Linked DNA regions of Mus musculus: region 1 is linked to region 2. Evidence: chromatin contacts called from public promoter capture Hi-C data. All regions are on one chromosome and are shown on one strand. The core of a region is the stretch at or near the end of the contact, and the rest is flanking DNA. Distances in the headings are between cores, read along the strand shown. Region 1 holds the start of Atl3 (atlastin GTPase 3). Region 2 holds the start of Bad (BCL2-associated agonist of cell death).

Region 1 (6,844 bases), core at 2,798-5,297, 550 kb after region 2:
AGACTGGCCTTGAACTCACAGGGATCCTACTGCCTTTGCCTTCCAAGTGTATGCAGGGATCATAGATGTGAACATTTCTTTCTTTCTGTTATAAATTCCAAATGGAGAACTTTGTTTTGAACAAAATAGCTACAGCATCAGTGCCTGAAACAGATAGTAAGTAGAAACCAAAAAGGTTGTATTAAGGAATGAGGAAGGTGTATGTTACACTAACTGCTTCAGAACTTTCTGCCTCTTTTAGTATTACATACATAGTTTTGCTACAGGACACAATACCCTGTTTGATTTTAAGAGCTTCCAATAAAAATGTACTGAAATATATCCTGTCAGGAAGTGAGTCCTTCATGTTAGAGTTAGATGTGTGCAAATCACTGAAGTCAATACAAATATATTGGCCTTCCTCACACTTGGAAGATTTTGACTTTTGAAACAACATGGTACAAATTATTGGTAGATTTTAGGATTGGTCACAGCTTAGAAAACAACTTCTGCCAAGGAAAAGCATGTTTGGTGGTAGTTTCCCAGGACAGCGGAGGATACACAGAGAAACCTTGTTTCAACAAACAACAACAACAACAACAACAAAAACAACCAGACAAAACAAAAAAAACCCCAATGAATAAATAAATAAATAAATAAATAAATGATTAAAAGAAGTTAAAAAAAAAAGAAAGATAGAAATGTAAAACTCAAATCTGATGGTAAGAATATACTGGGAGAAATGGAAGGCAAGAGCCAGCAAGATGGCTCTGTGGCTAAAAGCACTTGCTCTGTGTGTCTGACAACCCAAGTTTGATCTCCACAACTCACATTTTAAAAAATTACCTATATATTATTTAAAAATGTAATAGATATAGATACAGTGGGTCTTTTGCAGCATCCCTGCAGCAAGGTGGGAGGTAGAGATGGGACAATCTTCTGGAAGCTTTTGTCTGCACTGAGTGCCAGAAACAAGAGATCCTGCCTCAAAAACGAGGTGGAGGAGCTAGGAAAACGGCTCAGCAGTTCCCAGCACCCATGCTGGGTGGCTCCCAAATACCCAAAACCAGTTCCAAGAGACCCAATGCCTCTGGCCTCCATGGCAACTCACCATCATGTGCACATACTCATGGATTTATAATAATTAAAAATAAATCTTAAAGAGATAGAAGAGAATCAACTTCTGAAAAGTTGTCCTCTGACTTCTATGTGCACTGTGGAATATTTATCCCGCCCCCCCAAATTAAAAAGAAAAACACACGGGATAGGTGGAGTTGGGAACAGGAGAGGTGGTGGGGAGGAGAAATGACTGGAATTCAAAATCACCCATACATTCTAGGGTTTATTCCCTAAGTGGAATTTAAAATGCCCCCAAATTGGGGCCATTTTGGGGATGAGGTAGAAGTCTAGTGCAATGGAAACCCCATGGAATTTATGAGAATTACTCTAGCAAAGACTTCTAGTAATGGGGGACACATTCTTCTGTCTTCTGTAATTAGTCAAAGTCTCAAGTGGAGTGACTGGGACACCAACCCAGGCACAAAACCTTCCACCTACAGTTTGTTCTGCCTGTAGAGTGTTCTGGATCAGAATCTAAAATAATCTCATCAAAGAGACTTCATCCAGCAACCGATGGGGAACAGACACAAGGTCCCATATCTCTGGGAGTCCTGTGGAGGAGGGAGAGGAAGGATCAGAGGAACCCAAGGAGTTAGGGACACCGCAGAGCCCAGAATCAACTGGCTAGGACTCGCTGGGGCTTGTAGAAATCAGGAAGCCTGCAGGGTCTGACTCAGATCCTCTACATACATGTTCTGGCTGAGGAGCTTGGTGTTCGTGGGGCAACTGGGGCTGTCTCTGACTCTTCTGCCTGCTTGTGGGGCCCTTTTCCTCCTACTGGGTTGCCCTGTTCCAGCCTTGATGCGATGATCCCGTGGTGCCTGGTCCTATTGTTGCTTCTTATGCCCTGTTTGATTGATGTCCCTGGGAAGCCTGTTCTTAGAGGGGATGTGGAGAGGGTTGGTTCTGGGGAAGAGAGGAGGGGAAAGATGGGGGCGTGGGGGAGCTGAGGGAGGAGAAATTGCAGTTGGATGTAATGTAGAATAAAAAATAAAAATTAAAAAACAATACTTTAGAAAAGGGGACTGGAGAATGCTAGGATGTGTGGGCGATTTTAAATTCTTACACAATAATATTTGCAGTTGTGACAAAGTCATTGCCCTTTGGCTCTCCTCTTTGAGCATGTAACAAAATGGGTTTGTGTCATGTCTTCTTGAACTAATCTCTTCCCCTAATGTTTACTTCTAGTTTCTTGCTGGACCAGGTTGGCCTATGCTGTGTTACTTTTTCTTGGGAGAGAGAAACAATGGCCTAGTCATTCTGGGGTAAGGGCACTGACAGACCAAAGAAAGAATTCTATCCAAGTTCAGCTTGGTGAACCATTGAGTTTATTGAGGCCACTTATAGGTACACGGGTGACTCAAAGGCAGTTACATCACCAGGAAGTCCCTTGGGCAGTTTATAGGCAACTATACAAATTAAAAATCTCACCTGGAGCGTGGGTGATTCACAAAGAACCTGCACTCCTGATGAGTTCCATGGGCAGCTTCAGTAATGGAAGAGTCCTTCTGGTCAATTTGCTCTTGGATATACACCTTCCTCCAATGAGTCTCCTGTGGCTGATTCAAGACAGCAATGGTCATGTCCACCTTAGAAGAAACAACTACACAATAGCCTAGAAGATCTAATTTGGTTTAAATCTAAAAGCTAGAAGAGAGTTTCCTAACAGTCTTGAGAGTTTGGGGGGTAAAGGGGCTCAAAGAGGGGTTAAAGAAGTGTAAACAGGATTTCTTTAGGTAGGCTACGAATAATTTTTACCTCATAACCTTTGGCATAATTGCTCAGGAAGTAAAGATAGCTGAAAGGCTTGGCAGGGTGTAGAGATAGAGGGAAGTTCAGGGTAGGCCGAAGGAATAAAGAAAACATTTGCTGAATGAACGAAACAATGGTGAGGAAAAATCAAGTCACTGGGGTGACACTACCTCCATCTATAGGATTTGTTAGAAAACAGTATTTAGTTGTGGCAAATTGTATTTTCACAATATGTCAAGTATGAATAAAAGCATTTCCCAACAACTTCCTTTTGTAAAGTAACTTTGAATCACGGTCCTAGAAGTCTAAAGTTTACAAAAGGTGGGTCATGGCTCAGAATAGTCTGAGGTCGCGCGAAAATGAGACAGAGACTCACTATGTAGTTCAGGAAGGTATTGAACACCTGATCCTCCTCTCCTGGTCTCCAGTACTGGGATTACCAGCGTGCCACCCGGAGCCTGACTTAGTAAGGTCTTACTTTAGCTTTTTGTTTGTTTGTTTTGTTTTGTTTTTTTGTTTTTCGAGACAGGGTTTCTCTGTGTATCCCTGGCTGTCCAGGAACTCACTTTGTAGACCAGGCTGGCCTCGAACTCAGAAATCCTCCTGCCTCTGCCTCCCAAGTGCTGGGATTAAAGGCGTGCGCCACCACGACCGGCGTTACTTTAGCTTTTAGTAAGCCTTGGTCAGATCAGAGATTAGGGGTGATGGTGATGATAATGAAGTCACGATGGTCTGTCCTTGTGAAGTCAAAGTCGAAGCGTTCGCGTCATCATGTTAATTCTTTCATACCACCACCTGTAGTCCTGGCCAGCGAGGAACACCAGAGCCCAGCACGCGGGCCGGGTGGGGGCTCCCGGCGGGAACCGGGTGGCCAAAGCCCGGCCCTGGTCCCCGGGTTAGGCGCCGGGCAGGGTCTTCCGAGAGCCCTCCTCATTTTTTTCCCTTTGCAAGGCCTAATGGGAGTTGTAGTTCAGCGGTAGGAAGACCCACTCGGCCCAGTCCTGTCCTCCGTTTCCTCTACGCCCCGGATGAGGGCGAACACCCGGGTCAGAGGGGCCGGGCCCAAGAAAACGCCGAACTACAATTCCCGATGGACCCGACATTCCAGTACGCAGTCACAGGTACCCGCGGCACGATCCCCGCTCCGGCGCACGCGCACCGAACGGTGGCGGGACTCGGCCGCGTGCGCTTTCCCGCCCTCGTCACGCCCTGCGCCATCGGCAGGGCTGTCTCCTGAGCTGTAGGCTTTCTCCGCGCGCCCCTCCTTCTCGGTTTCTCCCCAAGTCCAGGCTCCGCCTGTTTCCCTCCTCCAGGGCAGCCTCAACCCGCTCCTGTCTTCTCTGCCTCTGCTACTTCTGCTGAAGGAGGAGGCTCCATGTTGTCCCCTCAGCGAACTGCAGCGGTGGCATCGAGAGGAGCAGGTGAGGCGTCCAATTTTCCCGGGACCCGGTCCGTGGTTACCCACGCTGCCTCCCAGTGCTTCGGCTCCGAGGTGACAAGCCGTCCCTGCCGCCGCCTTTTTTGGTGTGGCGACGGGAGGCCGCACCGCCGGGTGTCTCGGCTCGGAATTCAGGGCCGGGGCTCCTGGAGCGGGGAACGTTCCCAGTCTCCGCCGGGAGCCCGCGGCCTCCTGCGGCCTGGTGTTCTGGCCCGTCGAGCTCCGCCCTGTGCTGGGCAGGGCGTGCCGGGCGGTGGCGCGCTCCGGGTCGGGAAGCGAGGTTGGCGGTCCGTCTTAACGGGCCGGGATCGGCGGAAGGCTTTATTGTTGAGCCTTAAAGTGCTGGAATGCTGCGGTGCAGCCTTGGAGTTGAAAGGTTTTATTTTAAACGAAAAGACCTTGAGATACTGACAAGTATTAGTAAAGTTCGTTTTCCACCCGCGCTTATCTCCATGTTTGGTGATAAAAGAATTGGCCTAAATTTGGTTGTTTTGTTTTGCAAGTTTTTTGTTTTGTTTTTTTTTTTTTTAAAGTAAGTTTGGTTCCTTTGGCTTTGCCGGAGACATAAAATGAGGTGGTAAAAGTACTAAATGAAAACCAAATAGTCCCTCCGTAAATTCATGGATGCAGTTTCGCCTGTCATTTTACCTGGCACTGTGCTTGTTTAATGGGTATGGCCCTGAAATGATTGCAAGTTTCAGTTGCGAAATCTAAAGGAAAAAAAAAAGAAGAGTCAACAGTAGTGTTTGAAGAATTTTTTAGCAAACCCCAGTCTTCAAATTTGAGTACGAAGTGGAATGTTTTGCAAAAGGTGAAGAAAAAAAAAAAAAAAAAAAAAAAAACCCCTAGCAGTCTAAAACGTCATGGTTCTCAGTTTTGTTTTGGAGAAGTGGAGTTAAGTAAAACCTACGTTAAGGATTTGTACTCTATGTCAGTATTCAGCTTACATACAAACTGCAACATCAAATGAGGGCTGTTTTGCTTCCTACGAAAACCAGCTTGTATTCTAGAAATTCCTGTGCAGCTTTTACATGCGTGAGGGGATGTATGGGTGAAAAACATTTTCACCTAGTGAAGCATAAGGCCAATACCAACATTGTTTTATTTTCGGTAGTTTACTGTCTTTTGTAATAGTCATAACCATAAGAAAAACAGTTGAGGGGTGGTGGTGGCGCACGCCTTTAATCCCTGCTCTTGGGAGGCAGAGACAGGTGGATTTCTCAGTTCAAAGCCAGCCTGGTCTACAGAGCGAGTTCCAGGACAGCCAAGGCTACACAGAAAAACCTTGTCTGGGTTCGGGGGAACAAAATGAACCAAACTAAATAACAAAACAAGTCACCCCCTGAAAACAAACAAACCCACAAACAATAACAAAACAAAACAGAAGAGGGAGGTGTGGTTGTATGCCATAATAATTTTCTTAGTGTTTAGTAAGGAAGAACAGTTTGGTTTGTGCTGCTAGGGATTGAATGCAGTTTTGTGCTTTTATAGCCCTTAACCCTAGTTTTTAGGGCTCCTCTCAACAGTGTTAAAAAAAAAAAAAAAAAAAAAAAAAAAAGTCATGGTTCTCACAGTGAGACCCTGTCTGGAAAAAAAAACTAAAAAAATAAAAACTGGATCTCACTGTGTAGCCATGGTTGGTCTGGAACTTCTTTTTTTTTTTTTTTTTTTTAAAGATTTATTTATTTATTTATTATATGGAAGTACATTATAGCTGTCTTCAGACACTCCAGAAGAGGGAGTCAGATCTCATTACGGATGGTTGTGAGCCACAATGTGGTTGCTGGGATTTGAACTCTGGACCTTCGGAAGAGCAGTCGGGTGCTCTTACCCACTGAGCCATCTCACCAGCCCCTGGAACTTCTTTTGAAGATGAACTTATGGAGATCTGACTACCTCTTCCTAGTTTTCAGATACCCACTATTCTTAGCACAACTTATAGATCCTGATTTTATTTATTCAGGGGCCAGGAAACAGTGAAAAAGAAAATCCTCATTTTGCATATTTATAATAAAATTTCTCCAATGGTAGGTGTATGCATTTGAATAATTTATTTGATAGAAAATAAACATTTGTTAGCTATTAGTATTTATGTTGAAATATTTTTTACAAATTAAAAATGTTTTTATTTAAATTTCTTTTGCTAGAGCATGCTAGATGTATCTCACAGCTAAAAGTATGTTATAAATAAAGTGATAGGCTTTACTCATATAGTAAGCAAGCAAAGGATTGGAGTAAGGGCATGGTTATCTGAAATGGTGAATCTAAGCTGAGTAAATATTGCCAATTAAGATATTCTTGTTTTTAAGCACCTTCCCTCTAAAAGAAACCTTTCTTTAAGCTCGATGAGGTGGCCCACATTTGTAATCCCAGTATTTGGGAGGTGAGACAGAATTGGCATGGATTTGGTGCCAGGCTAGACTACATAGTGAGTTCCAGGACAGCTTGAGCTACAGAATGCGACCCTGTCTCAAAAAAAAAAAAAAAAAAAAAAAGATAAATCCAAACAACAACAAAGAAACCAAAACCAGACTAAAACAAGAAGAAACTAAGAAA
Region 2 (6,783 bases), core at 144-2,643:
ACAGAGTCCCTGGCCTTGGTTGCTCGTGTCCGGCTGGCAGGAGGGGGAGAGCCGGCCGATGCCCGTCAGCTTAGGACAGCGGCCGCTGCGGGGGCGCCCAACGCCCCGCTCTCCCCCTCCCCAAGCTTGGTTCCTCTTTCCCCTCCAATAATCCGGATTGGGAGGCTTCTTCCTCTGTCCTCAAGATTCCAGACGTGTTCCCCCACCGCGTCCACCCTCAGCCCCGGTGAATAAGAGGAAGTCGATGTCAGGTCTCAGGCCGCTGCGGGGTAAGCGGGATCCGGTCGCCGGGACACCGGGCTCCAGCTCCCCGGCTCCCTCTGCTCCGCCCCACTCCTGCGCCTGCGCGGACGTCCGTTCGCTACGTAAACTGCGTAGCGACCGGCAGGGACTCCGAAGCCATGCGCCGCGCCCGGCGTGCATCTCTTCGAGAATCGCCGCAAGGTGCGCTGCCGGCGGGTGTCCCGGGTTACGGATGGCGGCGGGCGGCCGAGAGTAGAGCAGGCCGCACGCAGCAAGCACCTGGGCTACCAGTGCCATGGACCGCCAGCTCTTAATGTTTGGGGACTACCATTTCCCACGCTTAGATTCCCAAATCCACATCGCGTTCGGCGTGCCCATATGGGGGGCGGCAACGACTTCCCCGCACAGGGTCACTGAAGGAAACTTCCGCCCACAACCAAGATGGTACCCGGACCCCGCCCCCTAGCTTCTGTCTGCAGGCCCCGCGCTCCGGCCCGGGGCAGCGTACGCACACCTATCCTGGCAGCAGAGGCCCCTGGAGCCCCACGGCTCGCCTTCCTGGGCGCCCCGTCCCTTCTTCCGCACCCGGGCGGCCATCCTGCCGTAAAGGAGCTCCCGAAATGGCGCGGGGGGTTGTCCCCAAGACGGGCAGTGCAAGGCCTCCACGATCGGGAAGAAGGAGCTGGTCTTCCCATCCCGGTCACTCGGTCCAGGGGGAGCAATAACCATCGCAACGACCATTGCATCCGACGGCCGAGCTTCAGTGAACGGCTCTATAAGTAATCACTAAGCTGTTTACAGAGTTTTCACCAGCTCCCCAGGGAGGTGTCATTAACCCCATTTTACAGGAGGGAATTCGGGCCCAGAAGGGCTGGAGGACTTATCAGCCGAAGCAGGCCTCCAGGATCCAAATGGGAACCCCAAAGCAGCCCTCGCTGGCTCCTGCACACGCCCTAGGCTTGAGGAAGTCCGATCCCGGAATCCGGAGCCTGGGGAGCGACGCGGGAGGAAGGCGGTGGAGACCAGCAGGTCGGCGCAGGGGTGGGACCTGGCTTGGGGTGGCCCCGCCTCCAGGCCGACCCGGGATTTACTTCGAAAACTGATTGGGTCAGATCTGTGACAGTTCTCGTCGCCCAGGAAACTAGGGCCGGGCGCCCTTAGAACTGGAGGGAGGAGGCAGGCCCGGGTCAGGGGCCTCGAGATCGGGCTTGGGGTGAGACCTATTCCCGGTCCTAACGGGCAGGGGGAGCGCACTAGTGTCTGGACAGAGCTCTGAAGAGAGATTTAATATTCGGGCGACAGCCAGGCAGACTGAGCAGACAAATGAGGGATTGGGAAGATTTGGGGAGTTGAGCTACCGTGGTGGGAGAGGGAGACAGGAGTACCTCTCCTCTGCTTCTCATAAACACTGTTTGCCTAGCTGTGTAGTGAGTACTTCTTACCTTGTCTCTACAGCCCAGAGTATGTTCCAGATCCCAGAGTTTGAGCCGAGTGAGCAGGAAGACGCTAGTGCTACAGATAGGGGCCTGGGCCCTAGCCTCACTGAGGACCAGCCAGGTCCCTACCTGGCCCCAGGTCTCCTGGGGAGCAACATTCATCAGCAGGGACGGGCAGCCACCAACAGTCATCATGGAGGTAGGTTCCTCACTACCATTATCTGCCTGTCCCATGCCCCCTGACTCTCAGGTGCCCCTTACGTTGCTGTTGCAGCCATACTTCCTAAAGATTCTTGGGAAGCCCCAGATAGCTCCTTTCATCAGATTGCTTCTTCTACAAACCATCACTGGGCTAATTCACAGAGATGTATGGTATGCCCTTAATGATTAAGCTGACTCACTGAATGCTGAAAACAGACCCCCTTATTATGTCCCCAAGATCAGTGGGAGGTAAGCAGAGCCCCAAAGAAGTGACTTTTCTCTTTATTTATTTATTTATTCATTTATTTATTGTATGTGAGTACACTGTAGCTGTCTTCAGAAGAGGGCATCAGATCCCATTACAGATGGTTGTGAGCCACCATGTGGTTGCTGGGAATTGAACTCAGTACCTCTGGAAGAGGAGTCAGTGCTCTTAACCACTGAGCCATCTCTCCAGCCCAAGAAGTGGCCAGTAGGTCCGTTCGTTCGTTCGTTCTTTCTTTCTTTCTTTCTTTCTTTCTTTTTTTAAAATGATTATTTTTTGGTTTTTCAAGACAGGGTTTCTCTGTGTAGCTCTGGCTATCTTGGAACTCACTCCTACAGAAAAACCAATAAATAAATAATAATAATAAAAACTAATAAAAAAGGAAGAAGAAAGCTGAAGGTTAAAAGAAGGGATGGGGGAGGGGACTGGAAAAATGGCTCAGTGGTTCAGAGCATTTACTACCAGGCTGGCCTTGAACTCAGAAATCCTCATGTCTCTGCCTCCCAAGTGCTGGGATCAAAGGCGTGCACCACCGCCGCCCAGCTCAGTAGGTTCTTTCTTACTCTATGGCTCGCCTTCAGCCCGACTATTCTTGCCCAGATGGGACAGGCAGGTGACCCTAAGTGACAAACAAGAGCCGTGTGAAGCTGGAAAGTGTGAGTGAGTGCCAAGATGGAAGGAGAGGCCTTGGAGATACTGGTTATACTCCCCACTTCCCATTGCTGACCCTGTATAGCCAGAGAAATCTGAGCTCAACCAGGTTTGTCACTGGCTCCATAGAACTTAACTTATCCCTACCCCCTCATGTATCCCTGGACTGTCTCAAACTTCTATACAGCTGAGACTAGCCTTGAACTCCTGATCCTCCAGCCTCTACCTACCAAGTACTAGGATCACAGGTCACCATGCCTGGCACTCCACTTCCTTTTTTAAATTATTTGTATATGTATGCCCGTGTAAAATGCACATGTGCAAGTGCAGGCTTGGAGTCCAGAAGAGGGTGTTGGATCCCCTAGAGCTGGGGTTACAGGGGGCTGGTGAGATGGCTCAGTGGGTAAGAGCACCCGACTGTTCTTCCGAAGGTCCAGAGTTCAAATCCCAGCAACCACATGGCTCACAACCATCCGTAACGAGATCTGACTCCCTCTTCTGGAGTGTCTGAAGACAGCTAAAGTGTACTTACATATAAATAAATCTTTAAAAAAAAAAAAAAAAGCTGGAGTTACAGGTGGTTGCTGGGAACTGAACTCACATCCTGTGCAAGAGCAATAAATGCTCTGAACCACTGAGCCATTTTTCCAGTCCCCTCCCCCCATCCCTTCTTTTAACCTTCAGCTTTCTTATTCCTTTTTTATTAGTTTTTATTATTATTAATTTTTGGTTTTTCAGGACAGGGTTTCTCTGTATAGCCTTAGCTGTCCTGGATTACTGTGCTCAACCAGGATGGCCTCAAACTCAAGAGATCCGCCTCTGCCTCTCAAGTGCTGGGATTAAAGATGTACACCACCACTGCTGGGCATATCTCCAGATTTCTTTTTCTTTCCTTTTTTAAAAAAGTTAATTAATTAGTTAATTAATTAACTTGTTTACTTAATGTGAGAACATTGTGGCTGTCTTCAGACACACCAGAAGAGGGCATCAGATTCCATTATACAGGGTTGTGAGCCACCATGTGGTTGCTGGGAATTGAACTCAGGACCTCTGAAAGAACAGCCAGTGCTCTGAACCCCTGAGCTGTCTTTCCAGCCCCACGGATCAAGTTCCCCATGGCTGGGACTCACCTTGGGGCCTGGGAAGGCCTTGTTCTGCTTCAGCCTCACCATGAGCTCCACGTGCAGCTGCGATCTGCAGAGGTGGCTGTGGTGGGTCTGCCTGGGAGGGCAGCTCCTCAAAGTATAGGCAGACCCCACTTAGCTGCAGCAGCTTGTGGAGGAAGGCAGGCGGCTGGTGCACGTCCACAGGTGGGGCCTGGCTGGGGTCCCGCACTGCTTCGTCACAGTACTCCAGTCTGCAGAGTGAAGGGCCCGGCCTTGTCCAGACAACCCCAGGCTAGAAGCCCCCTCTTTAGAGCTGTCCCAGCAACATGGAACTGAGGAACCTGGCTTCTGTCTTGTGGTTGAGGGGTGTGCTGGTCTAGCCCCCAAAAGAGGAGCTGCCTTGAGTATTACATCTACTCGGTGCTTCAACAGGAAGGAGGTGACAATTGGCTGGCATCATGCTAGGACAAAGTGACAGGGTCTGGGATGAGAGACTGGAAGGAAAGGTGGGGACACTCATAGGAGGAAGGGCAAGCCTGAGGTTTGAAGTGGGGGAGGGACACTGACAGCTTTGCAAACAGCTTTAGGGAGCGCAGTAGAAGCAGGGCCTGCTGCTGGGAGGAGCAGAGGTGTACCCCAGCTCCATGAAGGAGAGCTGCTGTGAATGAAGACGACCAGGGCAAACAGCCATGGGGAGGGAAGGTAGCTGAACGTGTGTCCTCTTTGCTTCCCTCCCATCCCATGCTAGGCAGAGACAGACACTCCCTGGGCCAGTGTGTGGGGTGTGTGTGTGTGTGTGGCAGGTGGTGATGGAATTCATAAACATTTGATTTACTTTTCAGTGGTCTCAAATGCAGAACTGGGTATGGTAGTATATGCCGATAAACTTAGCACCAAGCACAGATGAGTTTGGGGATGGCTTAGGCTACTTAGACCCTGTCTCAGCAAAGCAAAAGCAACACAAGTGAGATCTGCAAGTGTCAGACCTGCCAGAGCTATGGACCTTCTCTGTGTGCCATCTCTGTGTGCACAGTCAGCTCACCCTAGTCCTACCTCTCCTGACTATCTGCACCAAGGTCCACTGGGCTGTGGGCATCCATAGGGCAGGAACTGCAGCACACAGGGACTGCACAGTAGGAAGAGAGTGGGGAGGCCATAAGATGGGAGAAGCAGCCGGTGCTGGCCTCTGGGCTAGATTGCTGTAGCCGAGGAGGCCTTCTAAGTGCAGACTGAGAGGCCAACTGCTTCTGCCTTCATTCCTAAACTGTGAAATGGGAATAGAGCTGGTCCTACTTCTCAGGGCTCCGGTAACTGCTTAGAAACTGCCTGGCACAGAGGAGACCTGATGGAGGCCCTAGGCCCGACCACCACCCTAGTTGTGGGTATCATTGTTGCTGTTGAGTTGGCTCATTCTCTGCAGACCTAGGGTTCCTTCAGTAGTAAGTACAATTTATGCAGTGCCTTAAACATCCATTGCTCTTGCCTGGCAAACATAAGGTATAGGTTAGACTCAGGACAGAGGTGACTCGAAGGTATACAGATAAACAATGGGGAGCCACTGAAGGTGGCATAGTTGGATTTTAGAACAGGGATTTAGACATGGACCAAATAATCCCTGTGCTTTTGTACAGCTCCTGAGCTAGGAATATTTTTGTTGTGTTTTGAGGTTTTAAGATCCAGGTCCAGGGCCTCAGCTTACTAGGCGAGGACTCTCTCACTGAACCACATCTCCAGTCTTTGTCACATTTGGTGAGACCGAGTCTCACTGTGCTGCTGCCCAGGGTGACCGCAAGCTCCTGGGCTTAAGCAACCATCTGGCCTCAGACACCCAACTAGCAAGTAGCTGGGACTACCAGTTTATACCAACTTCAGGAAATAGTTCTGCTTTATTTTGAGACAGAGTTTCTCTGTGTAGCTCAGGCTTTTCAGGAACTAGCTCTGCTAGCCTTGAACTCACGCCTCTTACCCCCAGGGGCTTTGGACTAAGGGCATGAGCTACCACGCCTAGCTGGGAACAGTTTTATCTATTGAAGTGGCAAAGGGACAAAATCCAGGGAACAAAGTATTTTATTATAACAGGTAAGAACTGTGTGAAAATCACATTTCAGTGTTACTGAGTGAAGCAGTGGTGGGCACAAAGGTGTTTTCTGGGACATTTTGTCTCTGAATCCAGGTACCAGCAAGCTGCGCTGTTGTTATAGAGGCTCTGACAGAATGTTTGGCCCGAGCAGGGCCAGGTAAGGCCCCAGGCTAGACTCTAAAATGCCTTTCCTCAAGGCTACTGCACAGGTCTGGGCAGGCCATTGTGGAGACGAGGCAGACAGAGTGGTCTGCCCTGCCTGCGGGCAGAGCCTCACTGTGCTTGGAAGCGTCTGGGAAACAATGGTTTTGTTTTTATTACTCTCCTCCCTGGTCACCACAGTTTTTTGGGTTTGTTTGTTTGTTTGTTTGTTTTTAACGAGTTATTTTGTGTGTATAAAGACATGTATGGAGATCAGAGGATACTTTTATTTATTTATTTATTTACTTATTAATTATATATAAGTACACTGTAGCTGTCTTCAGACGCACCAGAAGAGGTCATCAGATCTCATTACAGATGGTTGTGAGCCACCATGTGGTTGCTGGGATTTGAACTTCAAACCTTCGGAAGAGCAGTCGGGTGCTCTTACCCACTGAGCCATCTCACCAGCTCCGAGGATACTTTTTAGGAGTTAATTTGGTTCTCTCCTCTTCTCTCTTTAGTCTTAGGAATTGAGGGCTTGGTGGCAGGCACCTTTCCATGCTCTCATCCCCTAGGCACTCCCACCGATTTTAGAGGAGTATGCTAGGATTCTTCTTGCACTGTGGACTTGCTGGTTCAGCCACACCCACTTACCCA

What was found. Capture Hi-C pulls out chosen DNA fragments and counts their contacts.
Region 1: a promoter capture Hi-C map of adipose tissue shows a contact between it and region 2, with 2.3 times the contacts expected there. A contact is called at or near these places in 2 of 39 promoter capture datasets (cranial neural crest and erythroid cells), 2 of 130 datasets of targeted methods (the SCID.adh cell line and memory CD8 T cells) and 1 of 9 other capture datasets (adipose tissue).

What each region holds. Positions count from the first base shown.
Region 1 is chr19:7,490,391-7,497,234 of GRCm38.p6, forward strand. Atl3 (atlastin GTPase 3) reads left to right here and starts at 4,048. Exons shown (of 13, transcript NM_146091.4): 1 at 4,048-4,271. The coding sequence starts at 4,226. Gm52401 (a long non-coding RNA gene) reads right to left here and starts at 3,404. Exons shown (of 2, transcript XR_003952920.1): 1 at 3,227-3,404; 2 at 2,404-2,657.
Region 2 is chr19:6,941,169-6,947,951 of GRCm38.p6, forward strand. It overlaps Bad (BCL2-associated agonist of cell death), which reads left to right and starts at 1,394. Exons shown (of 4, transcript NM_001285453.1): 1 at 1,394-1,456; 2 at 1,699-1,878. The coding sequence starts at 1,707. Gpr137 (G protein-coupled receptor 137) reads right to left here and starts at 25. Exons shown (of 7, transcript NM_207220.3): 1 at 1-25. It also overlaps the pseudogene Gm19053.